Linked DNA regions of Arabidopsis thaliana: region 2 is linked to region 1. A link is a contact called in public capture Hi-C data. All regions are on one chromosome and are shown on one strand. The core of a region is the stretch at or near the end of the contact, and the rest is flanking DNA. Distances in the headings are between cores, read along the strand shown. Region 1 holds the start of AT2G15318. Region 2 holds the start of AT2G06445 (a long non-coding RNA gene).

The links. Capture Hi-C pulls out chosen DNA fragments and counts their contacts.
Region 2: a contact with region 1 is called in a capture Hi-C map of root, with 3 times the contacts expected there. The contact joins the promoter of AT2G06445 here to the promoter of AT2G15318 in region 1. A contact is called at or near these places in 2 of 26 Hi-C or Micro-C datasets (both in root) and 2 of 3 other capture datasets (root and seedling).

Annotation. Positions count from the first base shown.
Region 1 is chr2:6,662,332-6,667,965 of TAIR10.1, forward strand. AT2G15318 reads left to right here and starts at 2,318. Exons shown (of 1, transcript NM_001335449.1): 1 at 2,318-3,025. The coding sequence starts at 2,429. The coding sequence ends at 2,698. It overlaps AT2G06405 (a long non-coding RNA gene), which reads right to left and starts at 3,054. Exons shown (of 1, transcript NR_140141.1): 1 at 2,739-3,054. AT2G15320 (Leucine-rich repeat (LRR) family protein) reads right to left here. Exons shown (of 1, transcript NM_127092.2): 1 at 3,955-5,634. The coding sequence starts at 5,344. The coding sequence ends at 4,196.
Region 2 is chr2:6,739,061-6,744,728 of TAIR10.1, forward strand. AT2G06445 (a long non-coding RNA gene) reads left to right here and starts at 2,253. Exons shown (of 1, transcript NR_140144.1): 1 at 2,253-2,495. It overlaps AT2G15440 (polysaccharide biosynthesis protein (DUF579)), which reads right to left. Exons shown (of 1, transcript NM_127104.3): 1 at 4,468-5,668. The coding sequence ends at 4,732.

The DNA of each region.
Region 1 (5,634 bases), core at 1,068-3,567:
AATCCCTTGTAAATCATTCTAATGTCACTTACTTATGCTTAAAAAACATTGTAAATCATGCTAACCCTTTTTAAAAATCCTTGTAAATCATTCTATGTCACTTACTTATGCTTTAAAAACGATTGTAAACCATGTTTTACCCTTTTATAAGCTTTTAAAATCCCTTGTAAATCATTCAATGCCACTTACTTATGCTTAAAAAACGATTGTAAATCTTGTAAAACTATTGTAAAAAGTTTTAAAATGATTTACAAAGGTTTAAAAAGGGGTTTTAAAGTATTTACCTATATTTTTAAAGATTTTATAAAGATTTTAAGAGATTTTAAAATGATTTACAAGAGTTTTTAGCAACTAGCAAAGCTTTTAAAAAACTTTACAAGGTTTTTTAAAAGTGTTTTTAAAAAATTTACAAGGATTTTTAAAAGTGTTTTTAAAAAATTTACAAGGATTTTTAAAAGCATTTTTTTGGCTGGGAAAAAAATTTTACGAGAAAAAATTTTGGCAGAAATTTTTTTTTTTGACGGGAATTTTTTTTGTTTTGGCGGGAAAAAAAGTTTGGCGGAATTTTTTTTTTGGCGGGAAAAATAAATTTTTGGCGGGAAACTTTCAGTTTCCAATTACATGTTCTTATTAGATGAGGGTAATTTGGTCATTCTGTTCAATAGAAGGGATATTTTTAAAAATGAACAATATAAAAGGGTATTGTTGCAAAAGGGTAGTTAAAAAAGGGTAGTTTTGCAAATCTCCCATAAACAAATAAGTTCGTAAAACAATTTAATATTTTATATACGAAATCAATTAAATCTTAATCACATAAAAATTAGCACAAAAAGAAAAGTATTCAACAATTAAAAAATTATCAAATCTTTGTATTATATAAGTTTTGATATTATATTCGAATAAAGTGTAATAGACCTTTTCAATTTGTATTCTTTAACTAATGTAAGCTACCTAATATATTTGCTAATCTTATACCTATCAAAACCGACTATCGTTTCTTATCTTTATAGTATTCTTGCAAGACTTTTTTGGTGGATTTGGATAAAAGTGCATTCGGGTTATATGGTACATTCTCCTATTAAATAAATATGGTGCACTCCTATGTTATTAGCTAAAATGTTCATATTATAATTCAGAGTCATATCATAAATAAAATTAGTATTAATAAAATAAATGGCTTTTTGGCAAAACGGATTTGGAGAGACGGGTTTTTGAATCAACATTAATAAAAAATATATAAAATTAATCCACCGTTTGAATACGGGTTAAATCTTTAATTTATTATTTTTTAAGACCACTAATATTAAACATATCAAATCATCCTAATTTAGAAAAGATTATATAAAACCAAAGATGTTATGTGGTATGTATAATGTTACTATATATAAAATTAAACTATAAAATATAAATGTGTTAGAGAATGATACAATTTGCAAAACTTTTATATATAATAAATAATTCTTAAATTTTAAAAATTACTACTTTAAAAAAAAAATACGGGACGGATAAAGAAATTATAGAACGGGTTTTATTTTGGAATTGGGTTATATGGTGGATGTATTTGAATCAATATTTATAAAATTTTAAAATATTATTAATATGCTGTTTTAATAGGGGTTAAACTTCAGTTTTTTAACAATTGTCTCATGAATTCGTGGTATAGCGTTACTTAATAACAATTATAAACTGTAAAATATAAATATTATATAAAAATAAAATTTGCAAGTTTTAATAGATATTACTTTTAAAAAATAAATCATCCCGCGGTATACCGCGGGTTAAAATCTAGTTTTAGTGTTTATTATGCAAAAATCATTCAATTTTAAACCTTTTTCTGATATTAAATCATTATTCTAGAAAAAAAAAATCATCATCTTTACCGTTAATCTAATCATTTTTAATATTAATAATTTATTCCATTCAAAAGTGATTCAGCTATAGTGTTGTCGCCATTTGAACGAAGACTAACATATGATTTAATGATTCAGTTTCGTGTTTATTGATATTGATGCTTATTTAATTTAAGCTATAGAGTATAGACGATGGTTAAGTCGCAAGATATATAAGCACCATAAAATTATGATTGAAGAAGGCAGACAAGTAGAAGTCTCCTCGTCCAAAGATCAAAGATTTATTTATTTATGCTAGGTTTGGGCCATTTGGGGTTCGATTTTTTAAATTTGCAATTCTTACAAATTATTGATAAAATGTTTATCGGATATTTTAGAATAATTTCACAAGCAGAAGTTCATTTCTCTCACTTCTACTTTTTAGAGAAAAGACTATTTTCGCTATTCCGAAATTAAAATATGATTGCTAAAAAATGATTGTTCCTTTCTTATCTATCTATATTTTTTAGAAAGGAGAAGCTAATGCCCATCGAGTTTTGATTTTTTGGATCGGTCTGGAGTTGTATATACTCTCGTCTATGTACGGGATTAATTTCTGGCCTTTAGTCAGAATCTATTTACCGGCCAAGTCCGGTCTAGTCTCTTGCTCTAACGAAAACAGTCTCTTTTTCATGCATCCGTCGATGTTTCCGACTATCTTCAAGATCCGTTTCGATCTCTCCAATCTGTTCGAGAAGTCATATCTTCGTAACTTCCTTTTGCTCGTGATGTTAGAGCAAAGATTAGGCCACATCAATTTGGGTGTGGTCAGTAGTGGAGCTTCCTCGGGAGTTGGTGTTTTTCGGTGAATTTTGAAGTAGTTTTCCTCTTAATCGATCCGTATCGCCCAATGGCTGATTGGTGGCGGTTCATCGGAATCTAGCGGTGGCCGGCGAACAGGCAGTGGTTTCGCGTGGCGTGTAGAAAACACGTATCAGCCACTAAATCATCTGCGTGTTTATTAATTATCTTTTTAAGTGTGATTTAATTGGGTTTGGACTGTTCTTTTAATGTAATCCTTACTGAACCTTTTGCGTAATTGCCCTTTTGTGCTTCATCAAAATAATATAATGGCCGACAAAACAAAAGCAAAATCGTTTCACGTAGTCATGGAAGCTATAACGGACGGTTCTGCATGTACATGGAAGCTATCTATTGTAATTGCTTATGTTGTAGTTAGTCTATCATCATAATAATGTTAGTAAAATACTTCTTATGATGATATAATATATGGCTAAAAAAATCAAAGAATACCTATAATTATTATTTTTGTTTTGCTTTGAAGGAGCCAAAATAGTTTGTTTTTTCGCCAAAATCAGAGAATCTCAAGAGGGTCGATGTCAGAGGAAGACTTGGTTTATACAAAATCACTTTGTTTTTAGACATCTATCGATTAATTAATAATATTCATATGGTACAAAAACTTGTTTAGAGATTCTCAATACTGCCTGGTCCACTAGAACTGGATAGTTTAAAATACACATATGTTTGATTAAGAAATTCAATATTTCATTTTATTAATACAGTTTCAGTTAGTTTATTATATGATGTTGCATTAGAATAATCAGTGAAGTTTAAATTTCTGTCATTTTATAGGCATTGATTTATATTTTGCTTTCATCCACAACTCATTTAGATTTTAAATGGTTCTACCTGTCCAAGCATACAAAACTGTCTACAGATCAGATTGTTTTTTATTTACCATTCACAAACTATAGTTCGTAATGGTGCAGATCCAAAAAAATAAAAGAAAACCGCTGCGAACTAACTGCGAACCGTCTTTAAACTAAATTCGTAGCAGTTTGTTGCATGTCCCAAAAATAATATAGACTGGACCGCAATTAGGTTTTGAATGGATGTTGTGGTTAGTGCGGACTAATCCGTCAACAGTCGAATCTATACTATATTTGGAGTGAAAACAAATCGCTACAAATTAGTTTAAAGTCGGTCCGCAACAATTTTCTTTTATTTTTTTAGGTCCGCACCACTATATACTATATATAATTTACGAATAATAAATAAAAAGCAATCCAATCTATTGACGGTTCTATCCAGTTAGACCACCGTAACCATTCCAAACTTTAGTATACTATCTAATTTAAATCTCAATAAATATATAAAAACACACAATACAACAAAATAAATACTATAAGTTCCGTTCCAATTTTTGTAAATTTATTTGTGTACATACGAAGATCTCGATGAATATAGATATTAGTATTTCTCCAAGACTATAGAGTAAACTCATGACTAAAAGCATTATTTTACAAAATCACTGACACAAAAAGTCACCGACACCGACAAAACTAAGACTTTGGTTTTCCACCATAAGCTTGCTTACAAATGTAAAATGGTTTCTGCGATGGAGCACACATCTTAGCTTTCCCTGGACATCCCTGTAGACAATTATTCCCCAAACTTCCCATTACTTCTGCGTCTGTTCTCACAAATCTCGCCGGAGGTTTTCCCGTCAAGAAGTTCCCGTCTAAGTAAAGCCGTCTTAATGTCTTGCTCCGTTCGTATTCCGACGGTATAACACCGTGAAGCACGTTGTATCTCATAGATAGTGAAGAAAGTCTTGGATACGCCGCGAAACTCGCCGGAGCGTTTCCTCTGATTTGGTTGAATCCTAGCTCTACAGCTACGAGGTTGTTTTCTCCGGCGAGGTTTGGAGGGAGGACTTCGATGCCTGTGAGAGTGTTGTTCGCTAGATCGACTTGTTGGATTGATTCAAGTAGGAAGAACCAAGCTCCGAGTGTTCCGGTGAATGAGTTCTCAGCGATTTCGACGATTTCGAGCTGAGTTGACTCGGTGAATGAGTCTTTTGAGATGGGTCCTGATAAAGTATTCGCCTTTAAAGCTAAATCGATGAGGTTTTTCGGAAGCTTTGGGATGGCTCCGGTGAGCTTGTTGTAGCTAAGATCGAGTTGTCGGAGATTTGAAAGCGAGTTCATTGTTTTTGGAAGCGGCCCGGTGAGAGAGTTGTGAGATATGTCAATGGATTCGAGTGAGTTGAGTCGAGTTACTGAGTCGGGTAATGACCCGGAAAACGAGTTGGATCGGAGGATCAAGGTCTTGAGGCTGGTGAGGGAGGAGATGGAGGATGGGATTAGGCCGTAGAAGTTGTTCTCGGCGAGATCGAGCGTGAGAAGCTCTGTGAGGCCGGAGATGAGAGGCGTGAGACGACCCGTGTACCCGGCTGGGTCGAGAGTGAGTTGGGTCACACGTGTGGAGTCAGACGAGCAAGTGATGCCGCAAGTGAAATGTGTTCGACGTGGTGAAGCACATGGGTCGGAGACAGTAAAGTCCCAGCTAGCGAGACAAGACCACGGTGGGATTGAGTTGGGTTTCACGGTGGCTTTGAAAGCTTTTAAAGCTGACACGTCGGATGGTGACGTCAGAGAGTCGGCAGAGGAGAAGAGGAGGAGGAGGAGAAGAAGAAGAAGGCAAGTCATTGTTTGAAGTGTTTGTGTGAATGAATGATGTCAAGACTTTAAAAGTGTGTTAAATCTTTATATAAAGGCAAAGTACGTGGTGGAGGTCGGCTTTGCCTTTTGGTCGCCTCTCTCCATACGTACAAGGTTCAATGCTTAGCTTAAGCCAAAATCAAATGTTTGTACAATCATTAGGAACTAATAGTCTAAAATGGCTACTAAATTTGCTTTTTTGTTAACATCTTGTGACTTTTGTTATCAAGTAGTTTTATCTTGTTTAAAAGAGTAAGTTATTGGGGTTGGAGTGACTA
Region 2 (5,668 bases), core at 1,003-3,502, 77 kb after region 1:
GACACTTTTTCAAAAATAATTTGTAAAGTAGGTAATTTTTTTTAAAATTAGAGAGATAGACACTTTTTTTGTTTTTTGTGAGATAGAGAATTTGTCTAATAGACTAAAAGACAAAATACATATCAAATACTAAAATACCCTTTATCTTGAGAGTAAATAAAAATTATATGAGAAACCATTTTTACTTTATTTTGTTTGTCTTTATCTTTTTATTTTTTTTTATTTTAGTTTTCTTAAATATTAAAAAATATATATTCTTTTTAAAAAAAAATTACATTGACTTTTAGAGTATTTATCTATCATCATTATAATGCACAAACATTTAAAACATCGTTTTGTACACTAACCATTATTCGTTGGTGTACAAGTGTGTACACCGATATTTCATAAATCATCACCGACTTCTCTTATACTTATTAATATAAGTAATATTGTTTTTAATATTTTACAAACATAATGATTGTATAAACCAAATATTATTATTCAATATAATGGTGTACATGATGGTGTACATAATTAAGTTACTCTTAATGGTGTACAAAATGATTGAAATTATTATGACGATTGGTGGATAGAATGATATATACAACTTTTAAATGATAACATACAAGATTGGTAGACAAAGTGTACAAAACTTGGTGTACACTTATAGAGAATGTATAAATCATTATTTCAATTAGTGGTGTACATCATCTCGTACACCAATGTTAGTACACTGTCTCATAGATTTTTAAAGGTGTAAGATTATATACACCATATTTTCATCATCTATGTACATCATTTTGTATACTGTTATATTCAGTGTATCATTTTCTACATCAGTAATTATATATTAATTTTTACGTTATTGTTGTATACTACCATTAGTACACCAATTTTAACAATATCACGTACACCGTCGACTGAGATTAAATAAAAAATGCTACATATTTTTGAAATATAGCAAAATTAGACTTTTTAGATTCACATAAAATTTTTAAGAACTAATATGATTATGTGGTAAATTTTTATGAAGAAATATCATCAAATAAAGTAAAAATAAAAAGTAAGATTTGATTTGAGTTTTATCTTTATCTTACTACATAACAAAATAACAAAAGGTTATATAAGTCATTTACTAAAATCTCTATTAGGCAAAAAGTTGTATTAGAGAGGAAAGAGAAAAGTGTCTATTTCTCATATGTTTAAAAAAACTACCTATTTTGCAAATTATTTGTAGAAAAAGTGTCTACTTTCCAACTTATCTCTATTATAAAAGCCCCGATCAAAGTGCAGATATCAACAAAAATAAAATTGTGGAATGGGTGTATATATTTTTGTTGCAATATCTTTTATGTAATGCATTTGCAACATCTTTTACCTATACTTCTCGTGTTTGTGTGTTTACTCTCTTTTATGTCAAGAAGTGAATGTGTCAATCTCGTAACATAAGTCTCTATTTATAATTCATCGACATCTTATTATATAGCTTTTTCTCAAGTTCAAAATTGCAAAAGAGAGGAGCATGAGAAAAAAATGTCGCGTTAACGACACCAATGTCGAGAAGTTTTCAAAATCTCAATGATGACTCTGCAATGGAACAGTTTGCTACACGCCTCTCAACAAAATAGGGTAATTTGGCATCGCAAAACTGAAACACTCTATCTTTACGAAACTACATTTTTTCTTTCACTTAAATATTTGTGAGGCCCAAATTCTCTATAGTATTCCCTTTTGGTTGTTATGTTCTTAAAGAAGAAGATAATATATCGTGTATATTAGGGTGATAGCATGATAATTTAAAAATAAATTTTCACCAAAGAGATAAACTCTGTTTTGTCAAATTTCAAGTCTAATTCCTCCTCGTGACTTGGAAGTCTTTTAAGTACACAAAGGAAAGCAAAGGGGAACGATAACTAATCCTAGAAACAAGGAACACAATTAACAAAGTGGGAATATGGAGACGTGGAGCTTGATCTCCTAAATCTAAGGAACGCACTTATCAATTCTTCTTTTCTCTTTGACCATGGTTCAATCATGGTTAAGCACTTATCATAGGGATTATAGCTTATAGGTTTGTTCCTCATATGTATGTACCGCTAAATCGTTCAACTCGTGTCATACCCAAGAAACAAATCATTACAACTTGAAAGAAACCTAGTAGGCCATAGAAGGCCCATAATACATATCTTACGTAGACGAATTATCATCTACTACATTCAAGAGCACAGGGCATAAAAAATGAACCCCCACTATCACTGTCACCGACACCTATCTCTCTCACTCACTTTCTCAGCTCCTCTCTCTTTGGTTCGTTACTTCGTTACATATGCAAACTATTCACGTGCAGCACGTGATAAAGAAAGCTAGTGGCACCTAGACTAACCTTTAAGACTTGAGCTCCGTTCTTGAGCCACGAGCCTCGTCGGAGACATCGGATCCAACAGTATATTCTTGAAGAAGGTTCTTGGGTTCTTATCTGCACGCGTTTCCATGCCCTCAATAATAATACTCAAAACTTATACGTTACTTTAGTTAGAGGTCTCCGTAGCACTTCCTTGATAAAAGGCCATTTTGATATCACCTTGTTCATAAGTTATGAATCATAACTTTAACACACATAAAATATTTAATTTTGATATACTTTTTTATTATATAAGGTGTTTGTCGTCGATTGCACCGTGAGTAATTAAAAAATATATAGTATACTAGAGAAAAAGAAGAAAAAAAGTATACTAAAGAAGGGTAACGGTTAACAGAAGCGAACTACTAGCCTCACGAACATCTATCGGTCCCGAAATTTTTATAGTTGTTCGAGAAAGCGCTAGCCGCTAAATAGGTAATGACTCTCCGTTTAGTGTCTAAAACGTTTAGTCAAAATTTAGGCGATTTTAAGCGGTTTTAGAATAAAACAATACATAATTATATTTTACTACACAAAATGATGAAAATTTGTTGTAAAAAACTAAAAATTATCAAAGTTTTGAAACTACATTTAAATTTAACATTTTAAACTAAAGTAAAATAAAATAATAAAAATATAGGTATCTTTAAACACAATTTTAAATATATTTTTTAAAAAATTTTAAAATATTAAATATATTTAGATGCGCCTACCCCGCCTAAATCCACCAAATGAACATCTGATCCGCTTAATATCCGTATAATCCATCAAATTTACTTGACAAAACCGATTTCAAAAAGGTCGAAACGGTACAAAGGCGCCTATTACCTACGGGACGCCTAAACGGCCGTCTAACCCGCTTTCTTTAATACTGAGTAATACTATAAACAAAAATCTCTTCTAATTTTTTCTTTGCAAAAGACCTATTTGTGTGGCAGTTTTCCAATTTGTTTATTGATATTTATTCTTTACTTTTTGGCTCTTTAACTCAACTTCATAGTAGTTTTTAGGTCGTTTGTATAACAATGCTTCAAATTGTGTTCCAATAATAATAGTATATATATGGATCCACCACCAACGAGTGGCATTCAATTTTGTTCATATCACCGGAAAACATAAATGGAACTCAACTCTACTCAGACATCGTATTTATAAATCGAAACATGATTAGTTGTCACTAGTAACTGTGTATGGGACGAACCAAATAAATATGTTTTTTAGTGTTTCTAGAAATTAAAGTTAAACAAAATTGGAAGTGCTAAATGTATGTGATAGAGCTGGAAAAGGGGAAGCCACATTGCGAGATAAGTCCCGCTTTCCCAGGGACTTCTGTCACCACCGACACATTTTTAGACCATTTTAAAACAAATTATTCCAATATAAAAGTAAGAATTTTGTCCCCAAAAAAATGTAATTACATAGCCAAAACAAATGTTATTTTGTACTGCCAAAAATCTCAGGAATGAAAGTAGATAGTAAATATTAGGCATGGTATTAAAAACAAAATCGTTTTCTTGAACCAAACCAAACCGAGATTTGAAGGTTTTGGGTTTAGAATTGGTTAATAGGAAAGGTAAAAAAGGAAGTTGAGAGGTTCCACATAATATCCGAACCCAAGCACCCGATCCGAATCCGATCCGAAAAACCTGATCGGAATTCGAACCTGAAATTTTAAAATATACAAACGGATTCTATACTTCAAAACACGAAAACCAGAACCCGAATCCGATCCAAACCGATATCCGAACATATCAATAAAATATTTTTAGATATTTAATACATTTTTTAAATAAATTTGGGTAAAAAGTGTTCAACGTTTTAAATATCTTGTGTATTTTCGAGTAGTCTGGATCGATTTGGGTATAATATTTGATTATTGAGAACTTCGTATAATCCAAACCCAATCCGAACCCGAAATCAAGAATTACTCGAACGGGTTCTATACCTCTAAATCTAAAAATTTAAAATATCCGATCCGAAACCGGAATGCCAACCCTTAGTTGAAACTAACATTTAATGGTAATTAAACTAGGGAGGTAATATTTTCAAAAATTTACAAATCCAGACATATATAAATCCAAAAGTTGGTCTACTACATTCTCAATTACTTACCCAATTTAATACGGCCATAAATTTCATCACAAGTTTTTTGATGCTTTTTTCATCAATAGAGTAACATTTGTTTTTTTTTGGAATTTAGTTACATATTAACTTTCAAGTGTAACCGTTCTCCTAAATTCAAAAACCAAATGAAGTAAAAGACTAAACAAAAACAAAAAAAAAGAAGACCTCAAAAGCTAAATTTAATTACAAAAGAGCCACCAAAAGTAAAAAACCAAACCCACTTTTCACTCATCATCAACACCAACTTTTTCTTCATCGCCACCACTCACCGCCGTAAAACTCTCCGACAATCTCGTCGAATTCCGACAAAACCCATCACCATAACTCTCTCTTTCCTCCGCCGCCGCCACAACAAAATGCCCTAAATCTCCGACCACTTCAATCAAATTCTCTTCACATAGAAACTCCTCACTGTACACTCTCTCAATCTTTCTCCCAAACTCATGTACAAGAACATCAGTCTTCTTCGTCTTCGTCCCAAAATCTTTACTTTTTGCTAAAACCGCAGAAGTAAAGATCGGAGCCATCCTTCCCGGAGAATCAGAAGCATACCCACGAGGCCCATCAATCAAAATCACATCCCAATCAATCTCATAAACAAAATTAGGCAAATCGTTAATACCCAATTTACAATCAGAGAACAAAAGATTCTGAACGGGTCTACACTCGGGTCGGGTCTTGTAATAACCAAGAAGCTTCTTAGCTTGAGAGACTTTAGTTGAGTAAACAACCTCGTAAGCTTCAACTCCAGGGTTACTCTGTTCGAATTTAGAAACAGAGTAAGGACTCTCATCAACGAAAACAGTACGGCCTTGGAAGTTGATAGATCTCCAGAGAAGAGATTCGTGAGTTAGTCCAAAGATTAAGAGGTTACAAGCTGGGCCATGAGAGTGAATGATGTTGGAGATGGTGGAGAGTTCAAGAAAGGACATAGATGTGTTTGGTGGTGATGAGGAAGTGTAGTGGAGAAGTGCGGCGAGGACTGGTGGTGGAAGAGAGGAGGAGGAGGGAGATGAGGAGAGAGAGTGAGAGGATGTGGTGGAGTGGATTGAGGAGGAGAAGAGAGAGAAAGAGAAGAGGAGAGTGAAGAAAGAGAGGAAGAAGATGAATAAGAAACGGTGGTGATTCGCGGCGGCGACGGCGGAGGGTGATTTTGAAGTT